Regions from separate parts of the Mus musculus genome. Here region 2 is linked to region 1. A link is a contact called in public Micro-C data. All regions are on one chromosome and are shown on one strand. The core of a region is the stretch at or near the end of the contact, and the rest is flanking DNA. Distances in the headings are between cores, read along the strand shown. Region 1 has its middle 31 kb from the start of 1110002O04Rik. Region 2 has its middle 34 kb from the start of 1110002O04Rik.

What was found. Hi-C and Micro-C count contacts between places; a contact is called where the count stands out from the background.
Region 2: a contact with region 1 is called in a Micro-C map of trophoblast stem cells, with 2.0 times the contacts expected there. The contact joins two enhancer-like sites. A contact is called at or near these places in 2 of 15 datasets of contacts at CTCF or cohesin (the G1E-ER4 cell line and embryonic stem cells), 15 of 484 Hi-C or Micro-C datasets (the G1E-ER4 cell line, cumulus cells, embryonic stem cells and 2 more) and 6 of 115 datasets of contacts at active chromatin or transcription factors (bone marrow-derived macrophages, embryonic stem cells and microglia).

What each region holds. Positions count from the first base shown.
Region 1 is chr1:35,836,316-35,842,570 of GRCm38.p6, reverse strand. No RefSeq gene overlaps it. Among named protein-coding and RNA genes, the nearest start is that of 1110002O04Rik, 31 kb to the left of the region's middle. Within about 2 kb of position 2,975, at least 8 of the 459 cell types and tissues checked have an H3K27ac peak or open chromatin away from gene starts, as enhancers often do. A contact at or near this core is called in trophoblast stem cells, where this site is marked.
Region 2 is chr1:35,900,915-35,907,169 of GRCm38.p6, reverse strand. No RefSeq gene overlaps it. Among named protein-coding and RNA genes, the nearest start is that of 1110002O04Rik, 34 kb to the right of the region's middle. Within about 2 kb of position 2,984, at least 32 of the 459 cell types and tissues checked have an H3K27ac peak or open chromatin away from gene starts, as enhancers often do. A contact at or near this core is called in trophoblast stem cells, where this site is marked.

The DNA of each region.
Region 1 (6,255 bases), core at 1,726-4,225:
TTCAAGCACTGTCCTTGTCTGGACAGGCAAGAAGTCCAATACATGCCCATAGCTCACCAGGAGGACCAACCCTGGCCCACAGAGATGATCTTTGCATCCCTGACCCACCAAAGATGATCCCTTGTGTCTCTCCAGCATCTTGCTTTTCTTTTTGTTTCTAGGGTCAAGGTCACAAGATTTAAGTCTCGCTCACAGTTGATGAACTTGTTTCACAGTTGTTTTATTCATCTTTACTTCTTGAGACCTCAGTTTGCCCATGTATAACATGCTGTCCTGTCCCTGCTTGTTCTCATAATGGAGGCCAGGATCCTGTGAGGTCTCTCTGAATTGTCTGGGTATGGCTAGGTTATGATGAATGACCATTCTTTGGTGGTCTCAGTTTTCTCCACCCAAACATTGGGATAATAAAAGCAGATCCCTCAGGGGTGATGTGAGGATTCTGGGCACCCAGAATTAGGCTCTCTTTCCCCATCAAGAACTCAGCCTGTGACAGGCGCAGGTGACTCAAATCTCCCCATGACACTCAGGGTCACTCCAAGTCAGGAGTTTGTTTTGCTTATTCAAGTATGGCTAACTCTCCCCTAGAATACACAAGCATCCAGTAAATACTCTCTCATGCATAGTACTGGAGGCAAAAGCCGATTGGGTAAAAACAGATCATTCTTGGTGCTCTGCCCTTGGGCGTGTGTATTTACATAACATTTGTGTATTAACATAATGCAAGGACTTCTGTCCCACTAGGTGAGCTCTCCACACCCCACCCCTTAGCTATTCTGGAAGGCCACTATGTGGTAGTTACTCCACTGTTTGGGAAACCTCTCCCTCTTCCCCTGTTGCACCTCCCCTAGTCACTCTGTCAGCATGGAAGAGAACAGGGCTACAAGCCTGTTTGGGAAGAAAGCCCCACACCAGCTCACTGGACTGTCTCAACAGCCTGGTTCTCCTGTGGCTCCACCAACTCTTCCTAAGCTACTCTGTTAGGGTCCAGGGATGCTCTGTGAGTGTGAAACATGGACACCCCACTCCTGGTAGGAAACGTGACCTACAGTGGTGCTCTCATGAGCTTATGCCAGGAAGTTGGTGGTACTCGACCTAGATCACAGGAACACAGCTTTTCCCTCCTGGAGGTTTAGCAGTGGCACCTTATTTTGGACCTTCTGACACTCCTATACCCATGGGACCATGCCACCCCAACTTCTGCATACCTCCATTGTTGTATTCTTCTGACACCTTTTTTTTTGGTAGGGACCCTGTGATCACATGCAGAAACCCTAGTTCTCTCCTCTTACCAGCATGACTTTACACTCATCTGCAAAACCAGTTCATCACTGACATTTTTTTTTTTTAATATTCCCAGGCTCAAGTTGAATTTGTCTCCTTTGTGGTAGTACTGGGAAGTAAGAACCTTGAGGAGTGGTGATTATATCTTGGGGCATCTCCTAAGCACCGTGATGTTCTCATAAGAATGAGTTAGTTATGGTGGATCTAGTTATTGCAATGCAAGCCTGCCCCTCCTGCTTTGCTGCTTCTGTGGGTGCCTGCCTCACATGCCTATTGTAGGAGCCCACTGCATATGCTTAATGTGTAAGCACACTGCACATGCCTACTGTTCAGGCCTACTACGCATGCCCACTGTGCATGCCTACTGCACTTCTTTCTTCCTTAGTGACCTTGATCATATTCTTCAACTTCCAGACCTTGGAGCCAAGGTAAGCCTCTATGCTGTAAATCTTTCTGAGTTCAGGAACCCTGTGTGTATGAGCTTCTGTTTAGAGAACCCAGAAATTAGGACTTACTATGGCAGGGTTGTTTTATTCATCTGTCACGAGGACTCTGTAGTTTTCAAAATGCACCCATAGAAAGACAGAAGTACAGAGGGAGCTGGGAGCTGGGAGCTGGGAGCTGGGAGCTGGGAGCTGGGAGCTGGGAGCTGGGAGCTGGGAGCTGGGAGCTGGGAGCTGGGAGCTGGGAGCTGGGAGCTGGGAGCTGGGAGCTGGGAGCTGGGAGCTGGGAGCTGGGAGCTGGGAGCTGGGAGCTGGGAGCTGGGAGCTGGGAGTTAGGAGTTGGTTCAGTGGGTTAAGAGCACTTGCATAGCAAAAGAAGCACCTGAATTAAAATCCAGCCCCAACTTAAAAAAAATCACACATAGCTGCACGTTCCTTGTATTACACTTTAAAATAAAGTTTGTTGTGATAAAACACACTCGAACCAAAGAAGCTTGAAGAAGGGCTTATTTTTGTCCATAGTCCACCTTAATGGAGAAATCAAGACATCAGCACCTTGAAGTGGCTGGTAACATTATATATACAGTTAAAAGAAGGAGAAAAAAATGAATGGCCTCTACTCAATTCCATCTTCCATTTAGACACTTTAAGATCCCAGTCAGGGAATGGTGTCATTCAATCACAGTGGGCAGACGTTCCCACACGAAAGTAATCAAGATAATCTCTCATAGGCATGCTCAGAGGCTCATATCCTGGCTGAAGCCAGATTTTTGTCAAGCTGACAATTAAACACTAACCATCCCTTGCCTGTGACCCCACTGTTCAGTGGTAGACATGGGGAGATCCCATTATCTCGATGGCTAGTCAGCCTAGCCAAAATGGCCAGCTTCCAGTTCAGTTAGAGACCCTGTCACAAGGTATTAAGGCAGGGAGGGATGGAGGAAGACACTTGGTGTCCTTCTTTGGTTTCTGCATGTGGTCATATGACATATACATTCATGCGTACACACTAACTGCCCCACCCCCACCCCCCACATGCTGACCTCTCCTCCCATAAAATAGTCAGCATAGAGGGAGTGGACACTGGAATTTATATAGGCATGCTGGAAACATGGCTGTTTTCTAGCTGCTTTTTCTAGACTGAAGCGCCCCCTCCTGGACGGAGGAAAGAGGCTCATCAAAGGTAAGACACACTGAGGAAAAGCACAGGGCTCCGGAAGGTCAGAAAGTCAAGAGACTCAGAAGTGCCCCCTTCAGGCTTATAAAGGCAGTCAAGAATTGCTAGAGAAGGAGACTCTCCAGGAGAGTTGCCTGCAAGTTGTGCAGAGAGCTCTGGGGAATGCAGCTTTTGTGAGTCATCGCCTGGGCTTTTCCATGATGCAGCTGCCATTAGGTCCGCCATACTTTCTGTAAGTAACCTCAATAGATGTACTAGGCCATCAAGCTACACTCACACCCCGGGTCTATCATCTGCGTTCTATCCAGGTTGAATAGCCTTGTTCAGATCTCCCCAGGAAAAGTCACACAACCTACTTGACACTCAGAGATGAACGGAATCAAAGGTGAGTTGCGAGAATCAGGTGCATGACCCCTGTGATGGATCATAAGACATGAAAATGAGGCTGATCTCAAGTGAGTGAAGCACTCATATATGAGAGAGAGAGAGAGAGAGAGAGAGAGAGAGAGAGAGAGAGAGAGAGAGAGAACAATCACAATAAAGCTATAGTTCCCCAAGTGGTACAGCATGTGATAGGAAAGAGATACTTGCTGCCTGAAATAGCTGCTAGAATCTGCAGCTAACACCAAGCATGTGAGAGTGCAGTGCCAGTGGATTCCAGTGGATAAAATCCTCTATGTGGTACAGGGTGGTATGCCTCCTCTATGAATGGAGTTGACCTCATAAGTGTGGGAACAACATTGCCCAAAGGCTAATGGACTGGTGAATACATTATAATACCCCAAAGAAGCACACAGGGACGGGATTGTAAGTAGGCTGTGACAGATGTCGTGTGGCCTTTGTGGTGGGCAACGAGGCACACAGTGGAGATCTCCATACCCACAAGCCTAGCTCCAGACCAAGGCTGTGAGCTGCCTTTGTTTTTGCTTGATTCTCAGCCACTCCCCTCTTCCATCAACCCTGCCAACCCATTTCTTACTCACAGACCTAGATCCAACCAAACAGCACATGCATCAGCCTACCTGGCCCAGCTCTGGTCACACAGATCCTACACAGGGCCAATCTAAAGCAGACAGACTCTTACATTAGACATACGGCCAAGGGAAAAAGTCCACACACCCAAGACACATCATGAAAGCAAAGTCAAGATGAATGACCAAGGTAGCATTTATACCATCAAACCCAATAAATAGTCCTATCGAAATGCCTTCTAATGAGAATTACCTCGATGAATCAGAGAATACACAATTTAAGAGATCATAAATTTTATCAAAGAATTCAAGTCTAAAGAAGACACAAATAGACATTTCATCGAATTTTAAGAGAATAACATGGAATGTCTGAGTGTTGTCTAAAAAAATACAACTGAGATGCTGAGGAAAATGATGAAAACCTTTCAGGATTTGAAATCTAAATTCACTAAAGAGAAATGCTGGAAAGGACTCATGCTGAAATGAAGATGGACTTGAAAAACAGAATACTCCAGTAGGAAACTCAAGGGCATGGCCTACAAGCAGAGTGGATCAAGTAGAAGTTAGACTATCAGGACTTGAATATAAAGTAGAGGAAGCAGACCATATAAGAAAATAATCTGAAAAAAAAAAAAAAAAGCACAAGGAAGGGACTACTTGCCAGGATCAGAAAACCTAACCTATCTATTATAGGCATAGATAAAGGAGACAAATCCAAGTCAATAGCATAGACCAACTCTTCAACAAAATAATAATAGAAGAAAACTTTGGAAAACTGAAGAAAGACATATCCACACAGACACAGGAAGCCCACAGAACATAAAATAGACAAGAACAGCAAAGGAATTCCCCATAGCATATCATAATTAAAAAATTAAATATCCAGAAGAAAGGAAAAAAAAAACTTGAAAGATGTAAGTAGCAGGAAAAGAAAACCCATAAGTTATATATAAGGAAACCCCGTCAAAATAACAGGTGAATTCTCAATGGAAATTTTGAAATCCAGAAGAGCCTTGAGCAATGTACTCTATCTCAAAGGCCATTAGTACCAATCCAGACTACTGTATCCAGCAAAAGTATCTTCCATAGCTGAAAGGGAAAAAACTTTTCATGACTCAGACAGCCTAAAATAGTTCATACCCAGCAGAACAACCTTAAACAGAACAGAGAAGCAATACTTAGGACCGAAGAGTTTAATAAGGATCGATAAGAGACTATAGAAAGAAAACAAATGAAGCTATAGTACCCGACACACAAGCCACGACTAAGAACACAGCAACAGATGACTATAGACCACACACACCTTTCAGTGCTAAAGTTAAATATTAGTGATCTCAATTCTCCAAGCAAATAACACAGGCTGGCTGAATGGAATCAGAAACAGAATTCATCTTTCTGTTGTCTACAAGGAACTCATCTCAGCTTTAGACACTGTGAAGTTGTGTTTCTGTTCTTCCTTGCCTACCTAAGGCACATTCTGATTGGTTAAAATAAAATGCCTATGGCCTATAGCAAAAGGCAGGGGAAAGAGAGAGAGAGAGAGAGAGAGAGAGAGAGAGAGAGAGAGAGAGAGAGAGAGAGAGAGAGCAGAGGAAGTCAGACATATGAAACTGAGGAGAGGTGTGGCAGAACATAGACTAGTATAAACAGGTTAATATAAGTTAAGGGCTAGTTGGGAAGCAAGCCTAAGCTAAGGCCCAAAGCATTGTAAATAAATATCAGCTTCCATGTCATTATTCAGGAGCTGGGATGAGCTTAGAAAAGCCTGAAGGGTTAACAGTGAAAGGATGAGAGAGCCCTTCAATCAAATGGAGCCAGAATCAAGCAGCTTTTTATACCTTAATATCCAACAAAATAGTTGTTGAGTGAAAGCTAATGAGAAGAGATTCTTCTTTCTAATCAAGGGAATGATTAACCAGGCAAATCATGAAATTTGCAGGTCAATGGACGGAACGAGTAAATATGACACCGAGTGAAGTAACTCAGACCCACAAGGACAAACACCACATGTGCTCTCTTACCTAGCTCCTAGCTCCAAGTCTTCAGATTGGAGTTTAGAATCTGGAGTAAATGTTAAAACCACAGAAAGAACGAAGGGCTGTGGGAGCAGGTGCCGTAAAGAGGGGGAATTTTTTTTAGGAATTTTAGGAATTTATCATAAAGCACACTGGATTTTGTGAGAGGCTTTTTCTTCAACTATTGAAATAATCACGTGATTTTTGTCTTTAAATCCATCGATGCGATTTATCTTATTTATTAACTTGTGTGCCTTGAACCTTCCCTGCATCTCCAGGGTAAAGCCAACTTGGTCACAATGGGCAATCTTTTTAATAAATATCCATATTTGGTTTGCAGATATTCTATTGAGAATTTTTGAATGAGG
Region 2 (6,255 bases), core at 1,735-4,234, 65 kb before region 1:
GAGTCTAGGGAAATCCTTGAGGTATTCAGGGGATCTGTGTGACCAACAGAGTAGACAGTCAAGCTGGGGAGACGGCTTTGTCATGGTATACAGTTCTTGCCTCATGAGCATAAGAGTTGAGTTTTGATCCTAGAACTCATGTAAAAAGTCAAATGCAATGCTTGCCCTCATGTGTGTGACAAGACTTTTCCTGGGGAGATACAAGATACATGTCTATGCATCTTACCTGGGAGACCACAGCAAGCTAAAGTACAGATACCACCAATGTCTAACATGGTGAACCACTGGAATTTATTCATGTTACTTATAGGAATATGGATCAAGTGTTACTTACAGGAGCAGAAATGACTCAAAAGACAACTGTATCACCAAAGCCTATCCCAGCATGGGTCACAGTTCACAAAGCTAGGAACCTGGAGCACACTACACAGCCTGCAGGCAGCTCAGCAGGTTAGAGAGTACTCTGTCCAAGGAACCCCTTCCAAGTTCTGCTAGTCTTTGCTTTTTCCAGGGAGCTGGTCTGCTCTCAGAGTCTTTGCAGCTTTGCATGTCTAAGAGTGAGTCTCGGTAGTCTTTATTGCTTGCTCTGGGAGGGAGGGGGCCTAGTGAATCTGGTCAGTTTCAGGGACTTCCTAAAGCTAGTTTGAATTGTTTAACTCCCTGTTAACATCCTGCGGGAGCGTCCCTGCAGGATAAAATGTCTTCAATCCCAGAGGAAACCCATACACAACAATCTATATGTCCAGAAATGGCAAAATGAGGTAGAGCAGTTTGGTCCCTGGGAGTGCACTTGGCAAAAATCAAAACCATCTAGAGACCCTATCTCTAACAAAATGCTGAAAGCATCTGAGGAATGACACCTTAGATTGTCCTCTGACTTCCACATGTGTGTACACATACATGTATGTGCACCCCAACTGTAGTGGTTTGAATATCTTTGACCCAAAGAGTGGAGGTGTTGAAGAGACCTGAGAAACGTGCACATCAAATCCTACACTCTCCTGACCCTGCACAGAGCCAGAGCAGTTAGCACTCCCTCCCCCTGGTGACTCCCCCCGCCCCCGGGGGGGGGGGGTGATTGGGGGGGGGGCAAGTGCCAGCCTTGGGAACAGATGAAAAGCAGCATTCCCAGCCTCACACCCCTTTTGATGAACAACCAACATTTCTCTAGTGCAGATGGCTCCTGCCCTTGAAAGAAACAGAAGCCAATACCCTTGAAATGATAATAGCCCACTCTTAGGCTAGGAAAAAGAGACAATTAAGTGTTCCCAGACAGCTGTGGCCAGTTGTAACAATACACCAGCTTCTGATAGCATAAGTCACTTTTCCCAGGTCAGAAAGGTCCCTTTCCAGCTGCGTGGCTCTGCCCCATATCTGAACAAACGTTACCAGGTGTGAAGGATGGCATTCCTTTACCCTCTCATGTAATGTCAAAGCTTGAAAAAACCCTGCTTGTGTTTTTTTTTCCTTCATCAACCCTTTACTTAGACCTGGGGGTTCATTCTCTTTCCTGTTCCATCAGGAAGGTTGGTGGCCCCAGCTGGAGCTTTTATAAAGACCCTCATGTGATTACAGAGGGTTGTGATTCCTGTTTGTCTCTTGGGGGTGGGGCGTTTAACAATCTGGGCACAACAGTGTAACCTTGGAGTAAATGTGTCACCATGTGCATGGGCTTTAAAGACCCTCTTCCTAGCTGCCTGGAAGCCAGTTTCTGTTTGACTTCAGAACAGGAGGTGGAACTCTCAGCTCCTCCTGCACCGTGCCTGCCTGGATGCTGCCCTGCTCCCACCTTAATGATACTGAACTGAACCTCTAAACCTGTAAGCCAACCCCAATGAAATGTTGCCCTTATAAGAGTTGCCTAGGTCATAGTGTCTGTTCGCCACAGTAAAAACCCTACACACACACATATAGACACACGTGCTCGAATGCATGTATGCACATGTGCATGAAAAAGAGGGGGAGAAGACGGGGAGAGGAAGGAAAAGAGGGAGGGAGGGAGAGAGGAAGGGAGAGAGAGAGAGAGAGAGAGAGAGAGAGAGAGAGAGAGAGAGAGAGAGAAATTTTAGTGTTTTGTGTCACAGTTATCAGCTTCTCATTCCCAGTATTACTGCCTTGATTGTCTCCTGACAGGGTAGCTACTAAACCTTGTCTTCCAAATGAAACTGCACTCTTCCCAGTCTGATGCATGCTCCAGGGAGTAGCATAAAGACTGGCTAGCGTGTTTCAGCCCACTCAGGCTGAACCAGCATCTGCCCAAAGAAATTAGAGAGACAGAACGCTGCCTCTCTTTTCTCTTCTTATTAGTTCCAGGCAGTTAGGGCAACGGAGCTGGGACTAGGTGAGCACATACCACCAGGCCTGTAACTTTTGCAGAAACAGTTTAGGGAAGTCAGCACATGAACAGATAGGTGGAGCCCTTAACAGATAAAACCAGGTATTCCTGGGGAGAACGAAAATCAGATTTCCAGAGTTACTGTACTAAAACAGTCGAAAGTATCTAACTCTCAACATGAAAGAAAGCAATACAAGCCATTTCAAGGAAGTCCAGACATTGAGTTTACTAGAGCACACTTTAATTCTTCTTGATGCTCAATGAGGTCATGGAGAAGGCACTCAGAAGAATGGTGGATGAATAAGTATGGACCATTATTCAAGTAAGTGAAAGCTTTAAAAACTGGATAGGAAACCTGGAGCTCGGAAGTACAATAGCTGAGACGAACAAGTCAGTAGAGCGCTCCGGCCACATGGATAAGAGCAGGCTAAGAGAGTGGAGCCCACAGGACCAATGAAATTATTCAATACTACATGGGGGCGGGGCATGCTAGTGTCTGTCACCCCATATAGGACATCAACAGCAGACCAAAGAGACGAGTCCACCTGAGTCTACCCTAGTGAGTCACTGGGTTTACTGAGGCGGATTCTGCAGGACTATGGGGGAGGAGTTATTTACAGGATCGTGAATGACTCAAAGACAGCTCACCACTGGAGGGTCCACCTCAGCACAGCAATGACTCATGAAATCTGCATCCCTGGAGCTGCCCGGGGATGGTCAGAGAGTGTCTTCTTTCCAGCCACTGCTGCTGTTTTTTATAACCTAGGGGCAGGACTTTGAGAGCCCTGTGACTTCAAGAGCTTCTGCTAAGATTTGGTTACTTCCTGAGCTTTGTAGCTTTGCTCTCTTCCTCCTCCCTCCAAGAGGGAGATTCTCAGTTTGGAGAATCTCAGGTGTGACCATGCTAAGGTATGCTATGGTCAAACTGAGAAAAACCAAAGCACAGTGAAAATGTTGACAGCAGAAAGAGACGACTTGACATGTGTTCTGTATAGTCAATAATCAAGAGTCAGCTTCTTTTTTTTTTTTCCACAGAATACATTTTTTAATGAAAAACAGGGTACTTCAGGGTAGTATTTATCTCACTCAGATAGCATAATGGTTACTGAATTGGGAAGGGCAGCTGAACTTACATAGATTTTTTTTTTCCATTTTTATTAGGTATTTAGATCATTTACATTTCCAATGCTATACCAAAAGTCCCCCATACCCACCCACCCCCACTCCCCTACCCACCCACTCTCTCTCTTTGGCCCTGGCGTTCCCCTGTACTGGGGCATATAAAGTTTGCGTGTCCAATGGGCCTCTCTTTCCAGTGATGGCCGACTAGGCCATCTGTAGCCATAGGTGGGGGTTGGGATGGTGCAGGTGGTGGTGGTGGTGGTGGTGAGATTTTTATGCTGCTTGAACAGATGTAAACACCCACCCAAACAGTTGAGCATAGTGGTACACACCTTTAATTCCAGCACTTACAAGGCAAGAGGCAGGTTCATCTCCGGAAGTTCCAGACCAGTCTTGTCTCTGTAGAGCTAGAACCAGGTGAGCCCAGGCTACATAGTCAGACTTTGTCTCCAACAAAAACAAACCCTAAAAACAACAACAACAACAAAATAATCCAAACAAAACCAAACTTGTCATTTTGTATCTGGCAAAAGCTACCTTTCAAAAATGAAGGAAAATTTGAAGTATTCTTTTTAGATAAAGAACATGTGACTGTCATCAGTAACTCTGCCCTACTAAAAAATATGCTAAAAGAAGTATCTTGGGCTGAAATGTAAGGACATTAGATGGTAACTCAAAGCTGTATAAAAGGAAAAGATCTTCAGTGAAAGTAACTACACAGGTAACGTTAGAAGACAGTAGGACTGCATTTTGGGGTTTGACCTCCTCTTTCGATTCCTATGTGCTTTAAAAGACAAATGAATAAGACAACAGTGATCAATGTCGAAGAGGCCACAATGCATTAAGATGTAAAGTGACAATAATAACCTAGAGGAGAGATGGAGTGGAGCAGGTGTGAACACACATTGTTCACACCACACCGGGCACTAGCAATGGGCCAAGAAAATGACCTCACCGGAGTCCGGCTTTACAGAGTTTATTGAGGTTACTTAGAGAAGTGTGGTTGACGGTACTGCCAGGCAGTGGACAGTTACACATCCTCAGGTCACCCAGCACGGGTGATGGGTGACAACTGCGTCATTGCTAGTGTTCCCTGTCTTGCAGAAGGTCTCCTTTGCTCTTGCTGTTGTGTGCTGCATACATGCCCTTTGTATGTGGGGTGGGATGGCTTATTAATCACATTTGTCTCATGAGCTTCTTGGTAAAATTTGTGAGCTCCCAGGAGGAAATATCTCAGTCCAGAGGAAGCAATTACACAATAAATGGGGTGGTAATAGCTTTTGAATTGTTGGTAGTAACTCAAACTACACTGCAATATGCTTTGCAGGTTTGTAGCTACATTCTCCAAGGCAACTACTGATGTAATAAAGTATAAATACACTGGAAAAGAAGGGAAGAGGAAATCAGATGACACAATAGAAAAAAAAGATCATGTACAGAATATGGTTATATTGGAAGAGGAAAAATTATTTGAGAAAATGATACAGGACATTTAGAGAAATGATAGGAATGTGGCTTGAGTTTACCAATTAGAAGAGACACTTAAAAAAAAAACTGAATTAAGTTAAAATGGAAAATATGAGACAGCTGTTTTATGATTACTGTAAGCTTGCTTTAGACACAAAAGAACAAATAACTTGAAAATAAAATAATGAAAAACCGGAAGTGGGCAGCTGTACTAACTTTAGGGGAAATACAGACTGCAAGTTAAAAATCATTATACAGACAAAAAGCAGAAAGACAATTGCATATTTATAAAAGTGTTTGTTGATCAAAAGGTTAGAACAAAACCTTGTCTACATACAATGGATAACAGAATTCCATACTCTAAGGTACAAATATCAACAGACTCGAAGAGACTGGAAACTATTTCTATGGTAATAGTGGAAGCTTCAGTATTTCCCTGTTAGTGAAGCTGGAGCATCTTTACAGAGATAAAGATGGCATAGAGGACTCAAGTAACAGTCTAAAACAACTAGACCTCACTGGGGTGACACACGCCTTTAATACCAGCACTTGGGGAGCAGAGTCAGGTGGATCTTTGTGAGTTCAAGGCCAGCCTGGTCTAAACAGCAAGTTCCAGGTCATGCAGGGCTGTACAGACCTTGTCTCAGAACAAACAAACAAATAGACAAACAAATAACACCCCAAACACAACAGAAGGAGGAGAGGAGTCTATCTCTCTAACTTTATATTTTAAGGGTGTATAAAAGCTAAAGTAAACTAAATTCCTAGTGGGGATGTCACTCACAATCAAATTAAATGGAAGGAAATCAGAAGACTCATACGAACACTAGCCATACACACCAGCACATTGGTCAATCTGTAACTGTTGCTTTCACTCTCTCAGCTTTCTGTTACTTTCTGTCTTTGACTCTTAACATCTCTACTACTACCAGAAGGCAGCCCTGTTGGAGTATCTGCCTCAGATCTGTAACTGGTACTTTCTGACGGGGACCCCCAGGATCTCTGCCACTTACAGTCACAGGGAGCTGCTGTTTTCTTGTCCCTAGCCTGGATCTCTAGCAACTCTGTTAGTGGCCCTACAAGTATCAACGGTCATCTTCCCCTGTGACAGAATTTTCTTTCCAGGATGTGCAATTCTCAGTCCTTCATATTGAATAAGCTCAGTAGCATTTCTAGATGACCACCCTTCACCTGAGAATCCCATCACCTTCCAAACTGTGCTGCCAGCCAGAGACGAAGTGTCCAAACACGTGAGCCTATGGGGGATATTTCACATTCAAACCACAATGTAAACCAACTGACAAAACTGACTTCAGTTGAAGTAGAAAATC